Regions from separate parts of the Mus musculus genome. Here all the other regions are linked to region 1. The links are chromatin contacts, called in public HiChIP or PLAC-seq and promoter capture Hi-C maps. All regions are on one chromosome and are shown on one strand. Each heading gives the region's core, a stretch centred on a gene start, on an enhancer-like site or on the middle of the called end of the contact. The rest is flanking DNA. Distances are from core to core; before and after follow the strand shown. Region 1 holds the start of Susd4 (sushi domain containing 4). Region 2 overlaps Disp1 (dispatched RND transporter family member 1). Region 3 overlaps Disp1 (dispatched RND transporter family member 1).

Region 1 (2,927 bases), core at 131-2,630:
GCATTTGTGATAACCAAAACTGTTCAACTTACTCCGTGCAAAGCTGACATCTCAATTTTACAAATCGAAAAAAAAAATCAACAACATTGAACTAGATTTATCTACTAAAAGCTAATTTCTCCTGCAAGAATTTGTTAAAATTACTCGCAGTAAAAGCCAACACGGTAAAAGCTGTAATTTCCAAACTACCTTCAGTATGTGAGATTTTGGGAAAGTCGATAGAAGGACGAGATGATTTGGTGGCTGTATCAGAAACATGGTTTTTCATATCCACAAATTGCTACAGAATAATGGGGATCCAGTGGTTCAAAAATACTGCCTGCCGGCCCTACCTCATTAAGGCACACCCCTTAATCACCAAGGCTCACACAAGTACCCTAGGAGCCGGCCCAGACCTCAGAGGGAGGTCTAGCTTGCTGGGGAACAGCAAAGGTTGGGAGAACAGAGCTAGCAGCAGGCTGAACTTAAGACACCAGGAAGGGACCGCTGACCAGGGGAACGTTCTTTCCTGGGGACCCCTGATCCTTTCGGGTTCTTACCCAAAGGAAATAAGCTTCCGGTGATATCCAGCTTTCCCGCATTGGCACCCATCATCTCACTGCCCGGTCACTTGTCTCCCTGAGGGAGAGCCTCTCAAGAGAAAGCTCCGAGAGATGCTTGCGTCTATCTCCAAGGCAGCCAAGAGGGAAAATGCCGACGGTGCAAGGGACGGGAGACAGAGACCCAGCCTCCTCGGGCTGTCCACTGGGCTCTAGGGGAAGCTCACACCCGTGGAGATGTTCGGGGTCACCAAGAACTTGAGGTTTTAGCAGCAAGGGTTGTGCTTACACCGCCCCATTCAAGTTAACCCTGTCATCGGTGATGGTCCTGGGTGGGATCATCCTGTCCACCTCCACCTTCGAGGTCACAGCCTCTGGTGGCACACACGGGGCTAAGGGCTCCAGAGGCCACTGGTGAAGGATCGCGGCGCAGACCTGCGGTGTGTGCGCGTGCGTGTGCCTGGGTATGTGTGCGTGCATACGCGTATGCGCGTGTGTGAATGCGTGTGCGTGTGTGCCGCCGCCTGGCGACTCGTGCCCGACAGGTGCAGGCGCGCCGGCTTCCCATTGGCCACGGCGTCCTCCTCCGCCCACGCCATCCCCTTACCCCTGCTACCGGCGCTGGCTGGGACCCGCCGAGGCGCGTGCAGGCCCGCGCGCCCCTGCCCTTCCCGCGCGCGCCCGGGCCTCGTCCCTTCCTCCCCCTCTCCGCGCCGCCGCCGCGCGCTCCCGAGCTCAGGTAGCGGGCGCGCGCAGCCCGGCAGCCGTGGCCCTCGTCACCCCCGCCCCCGGCCACTCGGGGGAGCCCGGGGAGGGAGCGCGCGGCGGGACGGGCGGGGGCGGTGTAGCCCGGCAGCCGCCGAGGCTTCCGTCTCGCTCGCTCGCTCGCTCCTCTGTCTTGCTCGCTCGCTCGCTTGCTTGCTCGCGCAGAGGCGGCAGCAGAGGTCGCGCACAGATGCGGGTTAGACTGGCGGGGGGAGGAGGCGGAGGAGGGAAGGAAGCTGCATGCATGAGACCCACAGGTAAGAGCCGGAGCCCGGAAGGGGCTTGCCTGCCCCGGGGAGGCGTGCGCAGGCCGGGCTGGGCGAGTTGGCTCCTGGCTCAGCTCCCCTAAGGGAGGAATTTTTAAAATAAAAATAACAGCTCAGATTTCATAAGGGACTGGGGCAATAGGAGCCTCCCAATCCTTGGAAAAGCAGAGAAGTATCCAGGGGCAGCAGGGGGCACATTGTGAGATTCCTCAGAGTGAAATGTACAGGCCCGGGGAAAAGTGTTTTCTCAGCCGCTTGATGCTATAAGGCTTTAGACTTTCCTGTCATGATCAGAGCCGCTGAATCCCGGGGACCAGCACAGAGCCAGTGTGCACTAACCCCTGTCCTCTCTCCCCTCCTCCATCCCTCCCGCACGCGCAGTATCCCATGGTGGCTGCTACTCTCTGGACCCTGCATGGGGGGTGGCAGGGAGGATCTCGCTGTGGGAAAGGGGGCGGGGGCTGCGCAGGGGCGAACAGGGATGGGATGGGATGGAGCCCGCAAAGCCCAGGCACCGGGCCCCCAGGGTGGAGGAGGGAGAGCTTGGCCCCAGAGCCCGGGCAACCCCGGGGTATTGTCGTGTTCCGCTCCTGGTTGCAGACTCTCGCAAGCTGGATGCCCTCTGTGGATGAAAGATGTATCATGGAATGAACCCGAGCAATGGAGATGGATTTCTAGAGCAGCAGCTGCAGCAACAGCAGCCTCAGTCCCCCCAGAGACTCTTGGCCGTGATCCTGTGGTTTCAACTGGCGCTGTGCTTTGGCCCTGCACAGCTCACGGGTGGTGAGTGACCCCGCTGTGGTGGGGGGAGCTTTGAATGGCCCAGCAGGGAGGGGAGACTGTACCGACCGGACAGCACTGCGCCTTCTGCATACGTGCAGACTTTAGGGGTGCCTGAGAAATAGAGTCCCTGTGTCCCAGCCTTCTGCAAAACCCCTGGAGTTCACAGAAAATTGTGTGGAACCGGTGTAGGTTCGCACACCCACCGGCAGCCCAATTGGGCTTTTCTGAAGGAAGGATAAGAAGCCTGGCACATTTTCCCATTTTGGCCCAGAGGAAAAAGAGGATCAAAGGAGTGTGTGGGGGTGGGGGTGGGGGGAAGCAGTGTATTTGTAGCCCTTCGACCCTTGATCTTTGCCCTTCACACACAGGTCAGGTTTGGGCTTCTGGATTTGAACTACTTTAGAATAAACCGTCTTGAAGAATGTGAAGGGTCTGAAAACATGGTCAGACCAGTTGAAGGACAGGTTTATTTGAAAGTTAACTTTCTCTTTCTTGGAGGTGGTGTGCTGAGGCATGTCTGTGACTGTTGGGGGTGGGGAAGGGCTGCAGAGTTCCCTTCAGGTATGTTTCTGGA
Region 2 (3,192 bases), core at 469-2,968, 330 kb after region 1:
GTTTCAAAGGGGTATTAATTTAATAAGATTTAACAAATATGACTATGTTTTTTGAAGTAGAGCCCATTTTTAGGCTCCCAAATGACTGTTTAATCATTTAATGTGGGTCTGCAACTAGCCATATGCAATACTCCTTTGGATGTATGTTTTGGGTCTGTTTGCCAAACTCTCACTTTGTAAACATGCTCTTAAGAACTGGGCTGGTGAGATGGCTTGGTGGGTAAAGGTGCCTGTGGCCAGCCTTGAGGACTTGAGTTCAATCCCCAGGACCCACATGGAAGGAGAGAACTGGCTCCTGCAAGTTTCCTCTTGTCTCCACATGTGTGCTGGGATAGGTGTACCCAGGTGTGCGCGGACACACACAAACACACACACGTGGAGATTAAAAAAGGAACTTTGCACATAACATCATACTTTTTTTACCAAGAGGATGAGAGAGGAGGTGGGAGACGCCTCAGTCTGTAGAGTGCTTGCTATGTCAGCATGAGGACCGGAGTTCGAATCCCAGAACCCATGATCACAAATCACAGCAAACCCAGGCAGGCATGCTGGCATGTGCATTTAATTTCAGTGCTGGGGACACAGTGACATGTAGATCCCTGTGTGTGCTGGCAGACAATCTAGTCTACTCAGCGAGTCCCAGCCCTCTGTGAGGAACGATAGCCGAGGCTATCCTCTGAGTCTACTCAGCGAGTCCCAGCCCACTGTGAGGAACGGATAGCTGAGGCTATCCTCTGGCTTCCACATTCGTGAGTTCCAGTTTCCAAAACACATACTTGTTCCTCTCCTAACTTATTACCCCTTGGTGGCTTGGGCGGAAAAAATGCCACTGGAAGGGATTCTGTTGTCTGGTGACCGGGAGGTCACTTACAGCTCCCCGCAGGCTTTGCTTAATTGAGGGCAAGTCTCTCCTCACTTTCATTTTCCCTCCCAGTATTTCCCCTTTCTATATTCCTTCAGTCTGTTCTTGCTTAGGTGTCCCTTCCGTGTAAGCTACCTCACACGCCTCACACGGATCACCTGACACACACAGATGAAGCCCTGACACCTGTTCTTGCTTAGGTGTCCCTTCTGTGTAAGCTACCTCTCACGGATCACCTGACACATGCACACAGAGGAAGCCCTGACTACACTGCTTTCACAGCTGAAAGGCACAGGGCTGCTTTTGAAGTCTTAGCGTCTAACACATACTAAGAGAATAAGCTGAATCAAACTTATTCCAGGCCGCGTGGACTCTTTAACGGCCATTCAGGTAGAGAATGGCAAGGGCAGCAAGTCAGACACAAAACCAGGGGTGGGGGACAGTCTTCAGCACAGAAGCACAAAGCATAGAGGGTGGGGACAGTCTCTGGCCGCAGAGCTGGCTGGCTTCACAGGAAGTGCTTGTCCTCCTGGATCTAGTGTCTTCCAAAGCAGCAAGGTGGTTAGAGCTGGAGGAAGCTGGTTTGGAGTAGAGCTCATTGAGACAGGCACTGCACTAAGGTCTTTTGATGCCCCCATCCCCCACCTCTCCACCCTTTCCTAGACTGCTTCCCAAATTCTCCTTTGAAATCACTGGCTGGAGTAATCACTGACTGCAAGAGAGGCATGTATGTCTTTAACTGCACAGTGACAATGATGACAAGTAACGAGGGGAGGGGCGGTGTGACGAGGGGAGGAGCTATGTGGTGAGGGGAGGGGTGATGTGAAAAGGAGAGGGGCAGTGTGATGAGGGCAGGGGCAGATATGACGAGGGGAGGGCAGTGTGCAGAGCAGAGACACTGAATTAAGAAGATCCAGTAGGAGAAGACAGAGAGCCTTCACTATTATCCTGAAAAGAACCCGCTGTGAAATAACAGAAGACTAGCATAGCGAGAGGATATGAGCAGCAAAGGAGAGGGCTCTTTATTAAAGAAGGCAGTGTGTTTCTAAAGACGGGGAAACACAGGACTCTGACGCTGGGATCCCGACAGCACACCGGCCTGCTGGGGCCTGCTCCACAGCGGAAAGCCCCGTTGGCTTTCATTGGTCAGACAGCAAGGCAGAGGCAGATGTTCCGTAACATGACTTTATTGTGCTGAATTGATTTCAGCTGTGTTTTACATACCCTGGAATTATCCACATCACACATCGACTTAATTGCAGGTAAATTCCACAGAGTCTCCCCTCCTGCTGAAGCAAACACTACTCTGGAGTATCCATCACCTGGGAAGACGAAAAGAAAAATGTTTATCAGTTATTTATTTGACTAGAGTTGGAACTCACAAACAATTCAAACAAGAAACTACACAGACAATTTGTTAGGAGCAGGGAAATCTTTTCTTTGATAAGTTTCAGGAGAACGTGTGTGTGTGTGTCACTTTACCTCAAAGCCTGTACCTACTCAATGCATGACGACCTTGTGGTAAGAATCTAACAAACCTGTTTCTGATCACGTTATAATTAGGAAGAAAAGGCCGTAAGATACCAGCAGAAAATTAACTGAAGGTATTTCTTCTTTCCTATAATGGCACGAGAAATATTAGAACGGCACACTAGAGAATATCAAAAAGGACCAGAAGGGTGGTTTCTCTAGCAGCTGACTACAGAGCTAACTGAATCAAAGCTCCCCAGGAGAGGCGGGAGCACTGCATGCCAGGACCACAGGCTCACTGCCCTTGGTAACTGCCCTCGCTGCTACCCTTTTACCCCAGAGTCAGAGAGAGAATGTGAGTGTGGGTACCACCAACACAGACACTGTGAACAAGGAGGTGTATGCTGTGGGGGGTCGGGTCTTTAACTCCGACCTGGCTGTGACCAAATGCAAGCCTAAGATAATGTCCCTGGGCCTACTTCCTCGGGTAAACCCCGTGTAAACCATGACAAGACCTATGTCAAATAATCCTGAGAATGGAACGGAGGCAGGTGCTCTAAGAGAAGGCTTGTCTGGGTTACTTAAAAGGTTTAGAATGTATCAAAGGAGATAAAGTAGGTTAACTTTACCTAAAGTGCCTAATTTTGTTAGCAAATCAACTGACACATGTATGATGACCTTTATAAATGGCTTTATTCATGATCATTCAGTTGTCCTTAGCAAACACTTACGTTCACCAAAGAGCTACTGTCATATGCAGACTGTGCTTGGATAGGAAATCAGCCCTGAGGAAGAAACACGTATGCCAGTCCCCTGGAGCTCACGAGGCTTTAGTCAAGCCGGAGTTTACTGCCCAGATA
Region 3 (2,985 bases), core at 116-2,615, 430 kb after region 1:
CGGGAGGATGTATTACTCATTGTCAGCGTTGGAATGAATAAAAAGAAGAGACAAATGTGGGCACATGTGCTACACAGGGACCTACAACATTGCTTTCTTCAAGTCTTGCCGGTCGGTCCATGGAACTTGAAAGTCACGGACACAGTTTTACTTAGCTAACAATTTTAGCAAATCAGCTAAGCTCAGAGTTAGTTAAGGCTGGAATGTGCTGGATGAAACTAGAGTATCTTCTCATCACAGAATGTGAGAAAGTGCTCACATGTCATGAGGATGGATCAAAAGAACACAGAAGTTGGCAGAAAGGGTTAATTTTACCTGCCATGTCTGGGACAACTTGAGGGCGGATAGAAATACGGATGTAAGGCCTGACTTTCATGCAGGTCATGGGAAGCCTGCATCTCCAGATAAAGAGCGAATGCAGTAGAGTCACGAAAACTCCGTTCATAGAGTTCTTAAAATGCTGTGCTTTCATACAGCTACAAAATTCAAACAGTATGCATAAGCCATAAAAATCCTAATGGAGAGTATGTAATAACACACAGAATTAGTCACAGCAAAGTGTCTTTCCACTGTAGGTCTGCCTGTGTCCTAACAGCCTCTGAGTAGTGACTCTACTGAGACCACATGAACTAACTAACAGCCTGAAGGCACAACTATCCTCCATCAGCCAGAAACAGTCTCTCTATATTGCAAACCTGGTCACAGCTGACCCCGACCCGGGAGCCATGTGCTTCCTACCTCCTACCCTCATACGGCCTCCACCCAGCATGTTCTGTGTCTACACTGTCACCCTCTCTGCTCTAGTGTGCTGTGTCTACACTGCTACCCTCTACTCTGCCGTGCTATCTCTGGATACTGCTGTCCTGCATCAGTTCACAGAGTGGGTTGAAACTTCAATTACTGTTCAAACCCAGTCCTCTTTTTATATTCAAAGTTCATCCTTCATGACTGAAAACTAAATTTTAGCAAACTGTTGACAGAGTTCCTCTACCCACTTCACAGTATCTTAGAGGACTCACTTGGAATGACAATTATCAGTACAAATCCTGGGGTAATTGTTCCATTCTGTTCCCTCCACATGGCACAGTGCCATATCATGTATTTTTTTATATTCAGAAAAACTCAGTCTTACTCAGAAACAGCTTGGAAAGTTGGCTCATGGCCTATTTGAAACTGATACTAAAGCTTAAATACCTTCTGAGCAAAGTTATACTAACTTCAAACTACTCTGGGATCAAGCATTAAAGTATTTTTGTTTCGGTCACGACACTAATGAACAGCAAATGCTGGAATGTGTTTTAGTGGTCAAGTGCACCGAGGACTGTCTTAAAATGAAAGCTGGATCGGCTGCCCATTGCATAACGAAAGGCAGATTAGCCAGCACTGATACAGATACACTCCAAAGAGTCAATACTTCAGTGTGCAATCAAGCATAAGAAGGTTTAATTCAAAAAGCCTGCTCAATTAGCCATATTTTTTCTTAAAAAAAAAAAAAAAAAAAAAAAAAAAAAAACACCACCAAACGCCCACCTTCTAGGCTGCACTTGAAAGCCTCCTTTCTTTCACTTGTTGCACAAGGAACTCTCCCTTCACCCTGATTCCCCCATTACTATAATAAAGCTTAGGTGAGGTCACTAGGCTTAACTCTTCCCTCTCCGAAATCAGTTCACGTAGGGCAGGAGAATTGATACCAATGCGTCAGGATCCGTCCAAGTGGCAAGAACTGTGATGGACCCGTAGGAGACGGTAATGGAGTGACTCCTCTGTCGAGTCTTGCTACGCTTCCCCACTCCGTGCTGACTAGACCGGCTACGCCTCCTGTGCCCTCACCCCCATGCCAGGTGGGGCAGCCATGACTGTCAGCGCCATCTGTTTCTTCGTCATCTTTCATTCGTCTCCTTCTTGTCTTGGGATGGCCGTTTTGATTTTACCCTTTGGAGCCTTTAATGCGGACTTTTCAAAGCCCCGGGGTGTGGATGCTTTGTGTGTCACCAGTCACTGCTCACTCACTCCTGTGCGAATAGTCTTCAGCTCTTGCTTGCGCTGCTAACACTGCTCAGGGGTGGCTCATCTCCATGTTTCATTCTAGGCTCGGGGCACAGATAACTAAGAGTTTGTAAGATGTACCACATAAAACAACACAGGCCTGTAATTCTATCTACACAGAAATCTAAACGGGAAGATAGAGCTCCAGGGCTCTGTGGGCTGCAGAACAAAGTCAAGCCCAGCCTGAGCAACAGGGCAAGAGCCTGTCTCGAGATGTTTTCCACAGTCGAGGTGGGAAGGGGTGTGGCTCAGGGTAGGGTACCTGCCTGGCACACAGGAGGCTCTAAATTCAGCCCACAGTTTGGGGATGGGGATAAAGACTGACCAAGCTATTTAAAAATGACTTAGTAAAATAAATAGTGCAAATATTTGATTCTTAAAATGAAAGCTCAAAATTTATAGAGACTTGATGAGCAGTGTCCATCACCTCAGGTTCCCACACAGTTACAAGTGACCTAGTGACAGAGCACCGCTGCCTGTCTTCACGCCCTTCCCCTTGGCTCTGCTTTGTCAGTGTGGCTGGGATGCAGTGTGTGCAGTGGTGAAGCTGCATTTCTGTTTGTGTTGACCTTAGATCTGCACAGATTCCCTAACTAGTTAGAATCAAAGAGGTTTATCATGCTACTATTAGATACAAAGAGAGAGACTAAAAATCCTTTAAAGCAAACATGCTGTTCTATGTTACCATGGTATACACCTTTAAAAATACAATATGTACAAAACTCTGCCACTATCCCATGTTTTTGATCACTAATATAAAAAGCAGTTGCTATCAGCTACAACCCCAGTTCCAGGGGTTCCGACACCCTCTTCCGGCCTCCGCAGGCCTGCACACACACAGTACACATAAACTCACACAAGCATGCACACATACACATAAAAACAATAAACAAGAAAATAAATAAACCTTGTTAATGTGCTTTAGCAGTAGCAGTGGAG

Evidence for each region. Promoter capture Hi-C pulls out the DNA fragments that hold promoters and counts their contacts. HiChIP or PLAC-seq counts read pairs in DNA pulled down with a chosen protein or histone mark.
Region 2: a contact with region 1 is called in an H3K4me3 HiChIP or PLAC-seq map of embryonic forebrain, with 2.7 times the contacts expected there. The contact joins the enhancer-like site here to the promoter of Susd4 in region 1. A contact is called at or near these places in 4 of 39 promoter capture datasets (the 3T3-L1 cell line, 3T3-L1-derived adipocytes, the C10 cell line and 1 more) and 3 of 115 datasets of contacts at active chromatin or transcription factors (embryonic forebrain and embryonic stem cells).
Region 3: a promoter capture Hi-C map of neutrophils shows a contact between it and region 1, with 8 times the contacts expected there. The contact joins the enhancer-like site here to the promoter of Susd4 in region 1. A contact is called at or near these places in 4 of 39 promoter capture datasets (cranial neural crest, embryonic stem cells, maxillary cranial neural crest and 1 more) and 3 of 115 datasets of contacts at active chromatin or transcription factors (embryonic midbrain, embryonic stem cells and neural tube).

What each region holds. Positions count from the first base shown.
Region 1 is chr1:182,762,836-182,765,762 of GRCm38.p6, forward strand. It overlaps Susd4 (sushi domain containing 4), which reads left to right and starts at 1,381. Exons shown (of 9, transcript NM_001356461.1): 1 at 1,381-1,561; 2 at 2,171-2,353. The coding sequence starts at 2,206.
Region 2 is chr1:183,094,158-183,097,349 of GRCm38.p6, forward strand. It overlaps Disp1 (dispatched RND transporter family member 1), which reads right to left. Exons shown (of 10, transcript NM_026866.3): 9 at 2,087-2,184. Among named protein-coding and RNA genes, the nearest start is that of Gm33747, 30 kb to the left of the region's middle. Within about 2 kb of position 1,719, at least 14 of the 459 cell types and tissues checked have an H3K27ac peak or open chromatin away from gene starts, as enhancers often do. A contact at or near this core is called in embryonic forebrain, where this site is marked.
Region 3 is chr1:183,193,121-183,196,105 of GRCm38.p6, forward strand. The region is part of intron 2 of Disp1 (dispatched RND transporter family member 1); the gene reads right to left. Among named protein-coding and RNA genes, the nearest start is that of Disp1, 27 kb to the right of the region's middle. Within about 2 kb of position 1,366, at least 28 of the 459 cell types and tissues checked have an H3K27ac peak or open chromatin away from gene starts, as enhancers often do.